Linked DNA regions of Mus musculus: region 2 is linked to region 1. Evidence: chromatin contacts called from public Hi-C data. All regions are on one chromosome and are shown on one strand. Each heading gives the region's core, a stretch centred on a gene start, on an enhancer-like site or on the middle of the called end of the contact. The rest is flanking DNA. Distances are from core to core; before and after follow the strand shown.

What was found. A called contact is a pair of places that touch in the nucleus more often than the background predicts.
Region 2: a Hi-C map of stem cell-derived motor neurons shows a contact between it and region 1, with 2.8 times the contacts expected there. The contact joins two enhancer-like sites. A contact is called at or near these places in 2 of 15 datasets of contacts at CTCF or cohesin (embryonic stem cells and pro-B cells), 47 of 484 Hi-C or Micro-C datasets (B cells, CD4 T cells, the MC3T3-E1 cell line and 31 more), 7 of 115 datasets of contacts at active chromatin or transcription factors (bone marrow-derived dendritic cells, craniofacial prominence, embryonic basal ganglia and 3 more) and 1 of 9 other capture datasets (embryonic stem cells).

What each region holds. Positions count from the first base shown.
Region 1 is chr13:43,188,584-43,196,431 of GRCm38.p6, forward strand. It overlaps Gm40929 (a long non-coding RNA gene), which reads left to right. Exons shown (of 4, transcript XR_873309.3): 4 at 2,458-3,013. It overlaps Gfod1 (glucose-fructose oxidoreductase domain containing 1), which reads right to left. Exons shown (of 2, transcript NM_001033399.4): 2 at 6,936-7,848. Among named protein-coding and RNA genes, the nearest start is that of Gm40929, 21 kb to the left of the region's middle. Within about 2 kb of position 3,483, at least 113 of the 459 cell types and tissues checked have an H3K27ac peak or open chromatin away from gene starts, as enhancers often do. A contact at or near this core is called in muscle stem cells and stem cell-derived motor neurons, where this site is marked.
Region 2 is chr13:43,735,107-43,742,954 of GRCm38.p6, forward strand. No RefSeq gene overlaps it. Among named protein-coding and RNA genes, the nearest start is that of Gm20751, 22 kb to the left of the region's middle. Within about 2 kb of position 4,730, at least 27 of the 459 cell types and tissues checked have an H3K27ac peak or open chromatin away from gene starts, as enhancers often do. A contact at or near this core is called in muscle stem cells and stem cell-derived motor neurons, where this site is marked.

The DNA of each region.
Region 1 (7,848 bases), core at 2,233-4,732:
CTTTTAGTCTCTGCTCTGATATTTTTTTTCACTGTCTGTAAGGTCTCAGTATGAAAGTCTTTTTCCTGCCAGGCTGGGAGTTGGCTCAGCAGTTGGGAGCACTTCCAGAGGACTGGGGTTCAATTGCTAGCCCCTACATGGCTAACAGCCATCTGAAATTCTACTTCTAAGAGATCTAACACCCTCTTCTGGTCTCTGCAGGCATCAGGCACAGTGTGTACAGACACACATGCAGAGAAAACACACGTACACAGAATATTTTTAAAAACATGTTTAAAAGATTTTTATGTCTCTGGTTAGGTTAGTTGCTAGAGGTTTGGGTGGATTTGGCTGGTTTGTGTTTGTCTTTCTTTTTCTTTCTTTCTTTTTTTTTTTTTTTTTTTTGTTGTTGTTGTTGTTGTTGTTGTTTGTTAGTTTAGCAACTGTGAGTGGACTTTTTTTCCTGATTCCTTTCTCAGCAACTTTTTTTGTAGAAAAACTACTTTCCTCTCCTGTTGTATCTTACCATCTGGCTGAAAGCACTTATCATATTCATGAGTTTGATTTTAGAATCTGTAAGAGTATTTGAAATATAAGAATTGTGTGCTCTGCAAATAGGGATAATATGACTTGTTTTCCCACTTGCATCCCTTGTATTTCTTGTAGCATCGCTCTAAGGCTTTGAGTGCTATATTTAAAGAGTGGCAAGACTGACCCCCTGACTTTTCCCTGCATTAGAGGACCTGCTCTGTGTTTACCATTAGTGTTGGCTACCGCTTTGTCATGTGTGACCTTTATTGTGTTGAGATTTCTTCTTTTTATTCCTAGTTTCTTGAAGCCATTTTAAATCTTTTTAAAATTTTTATGTCTATGGGTATTTTGGCTGTATGTATATCTGTGCATCATATGCATACAGTGCTGGGGGTGGGGGGGCAGAAGAGGGCATTAGATCCCTGGGACTGGAACAATTACAAGCCACCATGTCAGTGCTGGGAATTGAACCCAAGTCCCTAGAAGAGCAGCCAGTGTTCCTAACTACCGAGCCATTTCTCTGGTCCTTCGGAGGCTTTTTACTATGAAGGGATGTAGAACTTTGTCAAATGCCTTTTCTGCTGTGAGATGACCAGGTAATTTCTAACCTTAAGCTTATTTACATGCTGGGTTTCATTTACTGATTTGTGTACGTCGAGTCAATCTCGTGTCTCTGGAACAAAGCCATCTGTTCATAGTGCATGATCTTAATGCAGTACTGCATTTGGCTCACAAGATCTTATCGTGAACTTCTGCATCTTCATTCACTGGAGAAACTGTCACATAGTTTTCCTTCTTTCTTGTATCCTCATCCAGCTTTGCTATCAGGGCAATTGTGGTTCCATAGAATGGGTTTGATGGTGTCCCTTCTCCTTTTAGTTTAAGAAACAGTTTGGGGAGCATTGGGGGTAACTTTTGAAAGATTTAGGGAGATTTATTACTGCCTTGAATGGTTATTAGGGACCTGCTTGTGTATTTATATTTGGTTTAATTAAAACTTTTTTCCTGCCGGGTGTGGTGGCGCATGCCTTTAATCCCAGCACTTGGGAGGCAGAGGCAGAGGCAGGCGGATTTCTGAGTTCGAGGCCAGCCTGGTCTACAAAGTGAGTTCCAGGTCAGCCAGGGCTATACAGAGAAACCCTGTCTTGACAAAGCAACAACAACAACAAAAACCCTTTTATCCTTTTGATTTCTTCATTGCTCTATTAATTATTCAAGAGAACATACCTAGTTCCCTTGTACAGTTTCTAAAGTTCCCCTTGTTCCCAGTTTCTAGTACTATTCTACTATCACTAACAGAGGAGGCATATAAAGTTACAAATTCATACACTGAATAGCTCAAAGATCTTCACAGGGCAGCATTTTAAAACATCCCTGTGATACAACAGGGTTTATAGTAGGAAACTGTAGTTGCTACCGTTCCCCTTGTTCCCAGTTTCTAGTATTTCTCTGCTATTCCTAACAGAGGAGGTGTATACTTCTCCTCACCATCGGCCTCTTCCTCATTTTAAGTATTTTCATGTGTACCTTGTTATTTGTACATCCTTATAAAAATTGTACATTATAAACTTATACATTTAATTGTGATATTTCATGTATTAACATACTTTGGTTATAAGATTTTACTTGTTTAATTTTTGAGACTTATTTTGTGGCCTAAAGTAGTCTGTGCTAGACAATGTTCCCTGTGTGATGAGAAGAATATACATTCCACAGCTCTTGGATGTCATGTGTTGTACCATGCTTAGTCTTAGGCAAATGTGTGAGAAGCAGCAGAGTGTAATGTCCTGTAAATGGCTGGTTTGTTTAGTCTATAGTATAATTTAACCCTAGCATTCTTTGCTGCTTTATGTTACGATAGCTTTGGGTTCTTCATCAGTCTGTTGTTGAAAGTGGGTACATATTCTCTCCAAGAGTCAGAGTATTAGCATTCATCTCTTCTTACAGAGCTAATCATGTCTTCAAGAGGACGGGGAAAGGGAAAGAGGCTAAGGAGGCCGGGGAGGAGACCCATCATCGATCGGCAGGAGATGAAGTGAAGGGGATACAGCATGTGTCAGGTGACCAGGAAACAAAAATGACTGAAAAGCACTCAGTCTGCATGGATGGTTTGGATGCATGGTGGGTCCAATGGCAGGATGGATGGACGGACAGATATAAGCAAGAAAGAGAGGCTGCTCGAAAGTAAAGGAGAACCTGGATGTCACAGGAAATCCAGCAAGGCAGGAGATCCAGATCTGACCCACAGAATGGGTTAGGGAGTCCCAGGGATAAGAAGCCAGAGACTCCCCTGTTGAGCTTCCAGCTCTGTGGGTCAGGCAGGCTATGCTGGGAACTTCCACAGAAACATTCTCGTGTAGGAAGAGAAAGGAGACTGGAATGACAGGTTCTCTGGCTGCTGAGAAGGGCAAAGAGGCCCTGTGTATGCCAAAAGATAAATGGCACACACTGAGTGGTAAGGGGCCAAAAGATCCAGGACAGGTGACAGGAGAGGGTGAAGTAGAGGCTTTTGTATCTTTGGGGGGGGGGAGGCTGAAGGGGGGGGGCGATTTGCAAATGGGAAAAGCACCAAGAAAGGAGGGACCCAAGAGATGGCACTTACTTAAAACACAGTGGTAGACATAGAACATTTCTTTCAGCAACTGCCAACAGCTTGCTAGCTTTGGACAGCCAGATTTCATAAACTTCCTGCAGAAACTCCTCCTCCATTCTTTCTCACCGCTGTCCTCCTCATACAGGCTGTTCTTGAATCACAGATTAAAGGCTGTCGGCCGCAAATAGCTCCTCTCCCACGTCCCACGTAGCTCCCGCGTAGCTCATGTGAGTTCGCTTATCTGCATAGCCTTCCGTTATCTTGGATGCCCAGCTCTCTGGCCCTTACATCCGTTTTCTCCCTTTCATCTATTCTTACCCTTGACATGCTCCAATCCTTTTGCGGCTGCCCTCTCTTCCCCTTACCGTCCCTGTTATGGCCAGCCCCGCCCTCTTTTCCCTCCCACCTCCTTTGTGACCTGCTACATGTTGTCCCTTCACAGCTGGATTTCCACACAGCTGCTATTCCGGGGCCAGTTCTGTCTCCTGCTTTGTGCCAGGAACCTGAGTATCAAGTTAGCTTAGCACACTTAAAAGCCACTTCATCTGTTGGTGAACTTGTCCCAGATGAAACCCAAGAACATAGTGGGTCTTTAGGCTGACTGCATGACACCGGGTCATAGATCTGCTTCGTCCTTGCTGGTGGAGTATCTGAAGCAATTATGATTAACCCTTCCCAAGTGGGTCTCTAGCCTTACCCTAACCTAGCCCTGATCGAGACTCTTTCGTTCTTTATTAGTGGCTTGGGGTGGTTTTACTAAGCCTTAACTTTGTACACAAGCACCCCCCCCCCATCACCTTAGGGTCCCTCTTGGTTTTGTTTTTTGTTTTGTTGTTGTTTTTGGTTTTTTTGTTTTTGTTTCGAGATAGGATTTATCTGTGTAGCTCTGGCTGTCCTGGAACTCACGCTGTAGACCATGCTGGCCTCGAACTCAGAAATCCACCTGCCTCTGCCTCCCAAGGGCTGGGATTAAAGGCATTCACCACCACTACCTGGCCTTTGGGTTGTATTGTAATAAGAATTCTTGATTGTAAAAACTGTTGTTTTGAGTTGCTGACTGAAGGTTTGTAAAAACATCATGAAATTGGGGCTGACATTACAGACTACAATAAGTTTAACTGCATTTACGTTGCCTTGACATTGGACTTGGTATTTTAAAACATTTGGGGGGATGTGGGTGGGTGCCACACATGCATATGGAGGTCAGAGGACAACCCTTGAAAGCTGGCTTTCTCCTCCTTCCATCCATGATCTGTCAAAGATCAAACTCTGGTTGTCCGGCTTAGCAGTAAGACCTTCACCCACCAAGCTGTCTCACCCACCCAGGGTTGGTATAAATAACCCAGAGATGATTTAACGTTTATGGGAGGACCGTGTAGGTGCTGTGGTATACCCTCCATTTTACAGAGGGGACCTGAGCATCCATGGGCTTAAGCGCATGTGTGGATGCTGGATCAAATCCCCCCTTGGATACCAAGGGACTATAATTGCCTGAGAAAGCCTCCCTTGAGTGACTTATCCTATTTTCACAGATGGCTAGAGGGAAAGAGTGTGGTTTGATCTGTATGTAATTAGCAGATAAAGGTATTTCTGTAATTAGTACAACATTTGAGAGGAAGCCCAAGCAACCAGGTCAGATTCCGTGGCGTTATCTTGCAGACCTGTGGTTGAGCCTCAGTCATCGCTGAAGTCACCCCTCAGGAATTTACCCAGCAGATGCAGACTGAGAGATAACAGTCAAAGGAAGCCTGACTTGAACAAGCAGGCAAAGGCATTTGAAGGGCTTTAACTGGCACCGATTTCTTAGAGCAGTGTTTGGTTCTAGCGAGCTGCAAAGCTGTGTGTGTTTGTGACTTGGCGCCAACCCTGTGGAAGGGTGTGTCCTTTCTGTCTCATCTAGATCTCTTGAACCGTCTTTCAATGGGAGCAAAGTCCAGAGAGCCCCAGGCAAAGGGACCTTTCCCACTCAGGGAAAGAACAAGGCAGATGTGGCTCAGTTAGTGGGACCTTATTGCTTACATTAAGGCGATGCTATTTCTCCCACCTTAATAAAATTTCTTCATACTTTGCATACATGTAATTCATCATAAAATACGTCAGTCATTTCGTTTTTCAAATGGAGCCAACCAGACTTGTCATGATAGGTTCTAAAATACATGAGATTTAAAACAACACTAAACAAAATCCCAGCACTTGAGAGGCAGAGGCAAGTAAATTTACTTGGTTGCATAGTGAGTTTCAGGACAGGTACTCAAACTCACTATGTACAGACTGCCAGAAAAAAAAAAAGGAAGGGAAACTAGAAGGTGGGTCTGTTTATGGGTTGGGATGCGTTGACAGACAGACATGAGAGGATATGTGAAGTTCTCTTGACCCATGAGGAGCCTAGATGGCATGCTGAGAAACCGGCCATTGCATTGAGCAGTCACCGGCCATTGCATTGAGCAGTCGCCAGGAGCCTGGAAGCCATCCCAATCCATGATTCCACAAGACGCAGAACAGATTGAGCATGCCTTGTCCCCACCTGAGCCTGTGTATTTCTGAGTCTAGAGATTCTTGCTTCACCTTCTGATTTGGTGGGATTTGGGGATACGTGAATAATGGTCGAGCATCTCTAATCTGAAAACCCGAAGTCCAAATGTTGCAGAGTCCATTATGTTGACACCCAAAAGGGTTTCAGGTTCCGGAGCATTTGGGGGTTTCAGACTTCTCAACCTATACGATTCTTGGTTTATGAAGCAAGAAATGATCCCAACTTGGGAACAGTCAGCATCTCACAGAAAGCCCACGACATGAAAAAGAATAGGCAGCTCCTAGCTCAAAGATGTTTGAGCTTGGTGCTTAGGTTTGTGACTTGCACTGAGCCTTGATTCCCAGGATAACCTGCTATGAGAGGTAAAGATGCTGCCCCGCCCCCTCAACAATGCCCCGCCCCAATCTGGGCAGGAGGCTCTTATCCCCATTGCCTTGATTAGCACTGATGAGGTTCACTTCCTGGCAGGCTTTCTTTGTTTTAGCGGTGTTTGAGTGGCCATTTTGGACTGAGCTTAACTGTAAGTTTGCATGTCATGGGGGAGTCTCTATAGCCTTGGCCTTCCCTCTGCTGTGTTGTATCAGAGTGAACAAAGATGCTCTTATTGGCAGAGGATGTACTTAAACTCCCGATCCTCCTGTCTCTACTTCTGGAATAATAGCATTTGGTGACATGGGCCACCAAACAAGATTTATGATATTGAAACAGAAAATTCTAAAATTTGCTCCTCTGATATAAAAGCTGTGCTTTGGTCTAGCCTTTGCCACAAACTCAAACATGCATGTAGACATGCGTGCACGGGCACACAGATAGGTCCTCTCCCTCTATTTCAACATTTTCAGAATGGTTTAAGGCAGATCTCTTGAGTCTGTAGTCAGTGGTTCCCACCTGTTTAGCTTCATGGGTATTGACCGAGCCTCATCCCAGAGCTCCCACCCCTACTGCCGTCTGCTTCAGAGCTCACAAACTGGGCAGCCCCCAAATCAAGAGCCCCTGGGGTTAGACAAGACCAGGCTGGAATCACCTCTTCTTCAAAGACTTTATTTGCCACTTTTGTCCTTTCTCCCACCAACACTCAACTCGTCAAAGCCATTCATGGACAGGGGAAGCGATGTCAGAGCAGCCGGGGCAGCTGGCTGAGCATGTCGACCCTGATCCAGAGCACCACATCGGCACCAGTGGGGCATCATCCACTCAGGAGCCTGGAACTGCAGATCCCGAGGGAGGGCAAGCCACCTCCAGCTCCGTAGTGATTTGCCTTGAGAACACCAAGCACAGCTGCAGTCACTGTCCTTTTTTCTTTTAAATTTCTTTGTTTAATAATAGAAAACAAAAAGTAAAACCTTCTATAATTTATAAGCTATTTTTTTTACTATCTACATTATATATAAAATATAGACTCTGTTTTACTTTATAACACACATCTTTTCCCTTTGATAAATAACTTTAAAATATCTAGTATACATGCCTTGACTTTTTATATATATAAGTTTGGTTTTTATACATATACATACATATACACCCATGTTTGTAAAACAATAAATATAGACTAGACAATGACAACCAAACCAATGCAATTTTGGTTTGTGTTTTTTTTTTTTTTTTTTTAAAAAAAGGAAATGAAAAAAAAATGACAGACTATAAAAGCACCAGGCAGCAAACAAAGCCGTAGTTGCTAGAAGGTTCTCCCTCCCCTAAACCAGGGACAGGGCAGAATAAAGGAGATCAGATCAGATCATAGGCTTTTGCTTCTTCACCTGGGATGTCACGGAGTACTACAAATAAGCCACTGCATTTCTTAGAAGCTATGGGGCTCATTGGACAGCCTAGCCCTTGTGGTGGCTGCAGGGGACAGCAGAGAGCTGGGCAGGGCACAGGAGACACACAGTGACAGGGGACTCTATGGCCCTGACAATTTCCAGGTCCAGGCAAGGTTTGAACGCTGCACTAAGCGTCAAGCGTGTCCACTCGAATGTTGTTCTTATCACTCTGTTCTCTGCTGGCGTAAACAAGGGGCTGCAGCAGACTTCAGGGAACTCAGTAGTGCAATGCGTCAGTCGCCTGGAAGAGAGCCAGAGGCTTCAGTGGCCCTCTTAAGGGCTCCAGCAGATAAGGACCCTGATGCAGGGGAGAAAAGGCCAGTTGGGTCTGCTAGCTTCTTTGTACTAATGCAATCACTCAGACTGATAAACTCTGAGGAAACCACATCACT
Region 2 (7,848 bases), core at 3,480-5,979, 550 kb after region 1:
TGTGCAGACTGCATCTTCCAGACCCCAGAGAAGGGATCTCAGGCTTCCATTGCCCCCCACCCAACATGCTAAGCTCTTCTGTGTTAGTCAAGCAAGATACCACAGACTGGGACATTTATAGACAGAAGGTATTTATTTCTGTTCAACATGCTGGTAAGTCTTAAGGTCCTAGGCTTCAGATTTGAGGACTGTGACCTTGTGCCTTTCATCCTCTGATGAAACCCTCAGCCTTAACCCCTCCCCCCCTCCCCCATTTGTACCTGGAGGCCCGAGGTTGACATCAGGTTTGTGGTGGTTTGATTAAGATTGGCTCCCAAAGGTTCATATCTTTGAATTCTTGGTCATTATCAAGTGGTATTGCTTGGGTGGAATTGGAAGGTGTGGCCTTGTTGGAGGAAGTATGTCACTGGAGGGGGACTTAGAGGTTTCAAAAGTCAAAGCCAGTCTCATTGTCTGTCTCTTCCTACTGCCTGCTGGTCCAGATGTGCAACTCTCAGCTACTTCACCAACACCATGTCTGCCTATGTGCTCCCTCACCATGGCAACAATGGATTAACCGAATGAACTGTAAACCAGCCCCTCTTAAATGCTTTCCTTTATAAGAGTTGCTGTGGTCAAGGTAGCTCTTTATATAGCAATGGAACACTGACTAAGACGGGTGTCTTCGTTAGTTGGTTTTGTACTATACTTTTGTAGCGACAAGAACTGTCTCTCATACAACCTAGAGTCACTGGTTGGTTAGACTGGCTGGCCAGAAAGCTCCAGGGAACCTTCTGTCTCCACATCCATCTCTGGGTTACAAGTGGGCTCAGCTTCCTTCCTTAGAAAGTTCTGAAGATCTGAACTCAGGTCCTCATGTGTGCACAGCAAGCACTTCACCAACTGAACTGTCTTCCCAACTCTGAAGCCTTTTTACAGCAGGTGCTTGTGCATTCATAAAGCAAGGGGTCTTGTGATCGAGACATCTCCCAGCAGCCCTCACCCAACACTGTTGCATTGGGGATTCAAATTTTAACTTTGTGGGGGGTGAGTGGGCACATTAAAACCATAGTACTACTGAAGTAGAAATTTAAGGGCTCTTTGGAAAGCCAGTTGGACAGTGTTTTTTCTTGGGGCAAACATGTGAAGCAATGTTTTGTTAAAATGGACAAAGGTGTGAAAGGCTAAGACAGACTCGTGAAGGAACATCTTGATGAAGCAGACATAGGAGAGAGGATGTTCTGCTAAGGCAAGCACGTGAAAGGGCACGTGATGAAGTATTCTCTGCTAACAATATGCATGTATTGGTTCGCTTTACATTTGTCTGGACACCATAGGTTAGTTTCATATTTGATTTGGAGATATTTTTATTGTTTTAAGGTCAAGATGAATATCTGATGAATTTTCCTTTATTTTTATAATTTGGGGAACCATGGTGTGTTGGTTGACTTAATGGACTACAGAAACGATTCCTCAAAGTACAGTCTTGTGATGTAAGAATGCAGCAAAAATATTTAAGGCTCAAGCTGGTGATATTGATATGAATTTGATCTTTAAATAGTTTATAAGTGATATTGGGCATTGCTCTGGTCTGAATATGGCCTCCAAAAATTCCTATATTGAACCTCGTCACCAATATGATGGTATTAAGGGGTGGGGCCATTGGGAGGCAATTACTCTGTAGACTTGCCTTGATAATAGATTAATGTTCATATGGAAAGTGCGGGAGGAGGGGGCAGAGGGGTGGAAGCCTATGCCTGCAGTCCCATATTTGCAAGGCTGAAGTGGGATGGTGGGTTGGATAGCAAGACCCTGGAGGAGGGCGGGCTTAAGGAATAACCTAGAGCTAGTTCCCTCCTCCTCTTCCGCTTTGTCCTGCTTACCTGTCTCACCCCTACCCCTGTGAGAAGGTAGCAGAAAGGCCCTCAATGACTGCCATACACCTTAACGCTGACTTGCAAGCCTCCAGAACTGTGACAAGTCATTCTTTTGTTGATTATCCCAACATTGCTGCTTTATTATCACAGCACAGACCTGTTAAAGCCGGCATGCTTCAGTGTTCTAGTCTGTGAAATTTCGTTTCCCTGCCAAAACCATTGGCATTTATCTTGCCAGAGATTATTGTTTGCCTTGTTTCCTGAGTCTAGAGCATATATAGTGCTTGCCATATACACTTCCAGTGCATTTCTCTCTCACTTTAGGGGATTAAACAAAGCGAACGGAGGGGACTGGACTCTGTAGTATATTAAGCCGGGCAACTTAATTTTTATCGATTTGATAGGACATCATGACCAAAAGCAACATGGGGAGGAAGAGGTTTATTTTGGCTTAGAGCTCCATAGCACAGTCCACCATGAAGGAGGTCAGAGCAAGAGCTCAAGGCAGGAACCTGGTGGCAGATACTGATGGTGAGGCTGTGGAGGGATGCTGCATTTTGAATTGTTCCTCAAGGCTTGCTCATCCTGCTCTCTTCTACACCCCAGGAGCACCCCTCCAGGCTTGGCACTGCCCTTAGTGTGCTGGGCCCTCCCATATAATCATGAATCAAGAAAATGGTCCACAGGCTTGCACACAAGCCAATCTGATGGAGGCATTTCTCCTCATTGAAGTTTCTCTTCCCAGATAACTCTAGCTTGTGTCATCTTGACAAAAACAAGACAAACAAAACAAAACAAAACAAAACAAAAACAAAAATAAAAAACCCCAAACCAAAACTATCCACCATGCCACATCTAATGAATGCAAGAACATAAAGCTAGGTGGAGGAAGGAATTGTTAAAAAAAAAGAAGCCAGAATTTGAAGAGTTAGGAAATGCTAAGCTATTCGCACTGCAATATGGGAACGCACTGCATTATGGGAATGCACTGCCTTTGCCCTATAGGGTTGTTCTCCAGATGGATCATGTTGGTCACATAGTACAAAGCCAAACACTGTAAGCTGTTACACTGAGACAGAAAGCTACACTGTTATCCTGTAGATATTTGATTGTGTAGATTTCCCAGATGAAATCAGGGAAGACATGTATTTCTGTATTATTTCTTGCCATCAGGACACTTGAGATTTAGGGTGGTAAAGTGGCTCATTTATTCTGTTGACAGACAGTGTCCCTGTGTAGCTTAGGCAGTCCTCAGACTCACCTCTGCCTCCCCGCTCTTCTGACCACCAGCATCCCCCTCCACACATGGGCGGAGACAGGGTAGTCCATAGAGTAACATGACAAGGTTGCAGGACCTGGAAGAGGCTTAGAGTTTTACATTTAGTTTGGTGCTCTCTCCTGCATAAAATTATCTCATCTCAAAGACTTCTGTAGACTTTCAGCAAATCTAAATAACAAGCGTGTCATAGCGCAGTTAGAACCAGCGAGGAATACAAAATGCACAGAGGACACTTCGTCCTTCTGTTATCCAGGTCGCAAAAAATAAGCACAAGTCTCAGCCCACAAACTGCACGGCAGTCACGGGATAATGGCATTCCAGCTTTCCACTGGAATTTTTTCTTTAAAAAATTTTGTATGTATGTATGTATGTATGTATGTATGTATTTAGAGTCTGTGTGTGTGTGTGAATGCCCTTGTACGTGCACCAAGTAAGTGCAGAGCCAATGGAGGTCAAGAGAGGGCATCAGATCTCCTAGAACTGGGATCAACAACAACAACAACAACAACAACAACAACAACTGGTTCCGGAAAAGGGAAATTGGGGATTAAAGAAACTCTGCTTAGCAGCTCCATAAACGCTTGCTTCTAAGCATCTACAGGGATTGCAGCAACTGCCTGATGTTCCCAGAGGGCAGCGTTTCTGTCACTCCTTAGCTCTCTGATGAGCTGCTAAAGAAAAGAGCCCCAGACACAGGGTCTTCATCCTGCCGTCCCCAAACACACAGAAACGCAATCGTTCCCCACTGTGTCTAAGGATGCCAGACAAAAGCGAGGGGCTTTGTACAGTGTATATTTCTTTTTTTCTCATTTGAAGATTCTGTCATTTTCTTTTGATATTCAAATTTGAATTTCCGTGCAGTTGATTGTCTCCAGAGTCAGGGATAGAAGACCAGCATGCAGTCGCAGACTCGGGTTGAGAGCACTGAGCAGAACTTCCGTGAGGAACAACTCTGCCGACTTAGAGCACGTCTCACTTCCACTCATCAACAACTTTCCTAAAAGAAAGGTCACTGTGACTATGCCACCACACAGCACACCCTATGTACACTTCATGAGGCCTCTTGTTCTAGGGGAAGAAAAATGGCTTCCCCCAAACAGAGCTGGCTCATACTTTAAAAATAAAAATAAAAAACCCATTTTATTTTGCTATTAGTTGATTCCTTAAGGTAATGGAGCTAAGAAGAGCTGATCTCACCTTCTTCTATTGGTCTTTCTTTCAGGATGCTTTGAGTTATGTTCTTATTCACTTTTATCTGTGCTACAAATATTCTGGAAAGAGAGAGAGAGAGAGAGACAGAGAGACAGAGAGACAGAGACAGAGACAGAGTCACACAGACACACAGAGAGACAGAGAGAGAGACAGAGAGAAAGAGAGAGCATGAAAAGAGAAATTACACAGGTCCCCCAACATACAACTCCCTACAATGTCCCCTCTCTACAATGTACCCCCAAATCTATCTTTCTTTCTCCAGCACAGTTGATCACTGGCTAAAATTGTGAGCCCCTCCCCCAGTCTCAGGACCCAGTACAAAGCAGCTGTTCTTAGGGTTCTGTGGCAAATCTAGAGCTGTGTGGCGCTTTCCTGCCACCTAGCGGTGGTGTAGTGAAACAGAGCCTGCAGATCGAGCCAAACAAAGCAAGCCAAACATACTGAGCAAGCCTGTTCAAAAGCGAGCCCTGTTGGTCTGTGCGGCTTAGATCGGTATTAAATGGTGACTTTCGAACTTGTAGGTTTTCTCTTCTAGAAGCCAAGGTTCCCATTTATGAAAGTGGGTTGTCATCCAGTAGTATTACAACGACAAAGCTCAAATTTGGTCACTCTTAAAAGTTGAGAAGGTGAAGGACAGTGCAGGCCAGACGTCAACATTTTGGAAATGAGCCTTTGTAATGGTAACTAACCACGTGCCGGATGAGGGAACCGAAGACCAAGGCGTTGACAGCTGTTTCAAGTTCAAATCATTAGTGAGCACTGCTGGCATGGTTGGAATGCGGGGGCTCGTTTCTTCCTTCCCTGACAAGAGCAACTTGAGGAAGAGGGGCTTTTTATTTTGGCTCAGAGTCCATCATGGCGGGAAAAGCCATGACAGCCAGAAAGTGAAGCAGCTGGTCACGCTGCATCTGCCATCAGGAGTCGGACAGTGACAGATGCCGATGCTCTGCTCACTCTCTCCTTTTTATCCCGGGACCCTGGTTCACGGAGTGGCACAGCCCATACTTACAATGGGCCTTCCCACCTCAGCTAACCGAATAAAGAGTTTCCCTCACAAATAGGCCCAGAGGTTTGTTAAGAATCAACATTAACTTTCCCTTTTACCAGATGTCAACCTGGAGGAGGGTCCTGCAAAGGGTCAATTATTGTGATAGTTCAAGCAAAGGTTACTGCTGTTAAGACCTAGTTTTTGTGTGTGTGTGTATATATATATACACACACATATATATTCATGCATATGCAAACAAAACAGCTATATGCAAATATATGCAAATAACACACACACATACACACACGTTTTCATGTAACCCTGGCTGGCCTAGAATTCACTCTGTAGGTCAGACTGTCCTGAAACCTAATGAGGATCCCCCCCCTTTCTCAGTCTCTCTAAGTTTAAGTGACCGCACTAGGGTTGAATCTGAAGGATTTGGAGCTAAGTTCCCAGAAACAGGACTGGCTATCCTCTCCTTCAAACACATTCTTTTCTCCAGACAGCACATGCTTGTCAGATAGCAGCTGAACCAGAGGGAAGGGTCTGTGAGAGGGACCGGCAGGGATGCTGATCTACATGGGAAGAGCTATCCAAAGAAGCAGACCAACTGCAGCCTCATTAACAGTGTTCCTCACCCTGGGGGATGGGCAGAAACTATTCTCATGATGTAGACATGTGACCCAAACACAGGGAAATAAAGACCCTCCCTGTTGTCTTTGTTGTAGATCCTATGGGGGAAATCTGTAAATTTGTTCCTAGAGCAATCCTTTCAAATGTGTAAAAGGACATAGAAGTATAAAGGACATGCAAATAAAGTTAGTAAGTTTATATATATATATTATATATATACATACACACAAATACACACACACACATATATGTGTGTGTGTGTATATAATTGTATGTGTATTTAGTTCTGCCTGAAAAACAAAATCCACAGACGCAGAGGTGCAATATTTAGCAATAATTTCCCATGGTTCTAAGTGCTGAAGTCTGATGTCAAGTGCCAGCAGATTCATTTCCTGCTGAGAGCCCTCTTCCTGCCTTCAGAAGGCTGCCTCGTATCTGACCCCATCCTTACTCTTCAAACAGAGGGCAGGTCAGGAGTTTCTTCATCCTTACAGGGGCTGCACCCTCTTGGGGGGAGGTCTTATCTAAATCTTATCTAATCATCTCTCAAAAACACTAGGGTTAGCTTTTCAACAGAGGAATCTTGAGTAGCGGGCAGGCTAGTGATGAGACACATTTCAGCCAATGACAATAACAGCGCACTGAACAACTAGTTCTAGTTTCTGGATGCCCTGTCCATGGACCTTGGCTTAATGAATCCCTGTAGCAGTGACTCTAAGAAAATTCAGTAGTGTATAGTCACTGAACTAAATCATCTCCTAGAACATGCCCAGAGAAGCAACCCTGGCTATACAAGTAAGAGTCCTGAAAGCTGCCCATGCTCTCAGGTTTGTCTTTCTCCAGCATCCTCTGGAGTTTGAACTGGAAGGTCACGTGTCAGCTGAGGACCTGTTCTGAACTCAGGTCCTTTTCTTACCCTGTAGCCTTAGTGAAAGGGTAGACACCAGCATTACTTAGGCAAGCTGGCTCCTCGGCCTGAAGCTGCCAATCCCGCATGGTTCTCATGCTTTCTTTGTTTCCTGCACATAACCAAAAGCCCATGATCTGCATTGACGAGAAGCAATGGATTTCCCCTTCACAGACAAATGAATCCCTCCATAAGCAGATTGAATACCAAAAAGGAGGGGAGGGGATATAGTTGGAAGGTTGTCAAATCTTATTAGAAATGCCTTAGTAAGTGGGAACAAATACTCTTGAACATTTCCAATGTCTAAGCTAAGAGAAGAGGATTCAAAACATCCCTCCACCCCTTTAAGGAAACCAAGGAATTTTTTCCTTCTTAAGGAAAGGCGGGCAATTTTGGAGGGAATATTTTAATCCTGATCCTTTGGGCTCGTGTGTAATCACAGCATCCAGGAGGTGTTTTAATTATACATTTTAATCATAAAATAAAATGTCCCAGCTTGCTCCATTTAGGTGTTTTTCCTGCCTCTAAATCAATAATGTTACTGGCAAGTATTCAACTTGTAAGAATCTGGGCTCATGGAAGACCATTCATACAAACAGGCATGGTGTCCTCTGGGGACTGATGTCTGGAGCTTTAATGCAGCAGGTTGTCGTGCTTATGGGCTCTGAGGTAAGAGCAGGCAGGAAGAAGGCAGTCTCCTCCTGCTTCAAGCCAGCTCAGAAACTGTCCCACTTTCTTATAGCCTCTAAAACCAAGCCTAGTTGTAATGAGGAGGGGCTTTAGGGCAAGACTTGCTGTAGGTAGCAGATAGGGATGGGAGAGGGGAAAACCTGTTTCTTTTGTTTTCTGTGCAGGAATGGGAGTACTGCACATACATGCAGTACCTACAGAGGTCAGAAGAGGGCGCTGGATTCCTTGGGACTGGAGTTAAAGGCAGTTATGAGGTGCTGGGACCTAGACTCCAGTCCTCTAT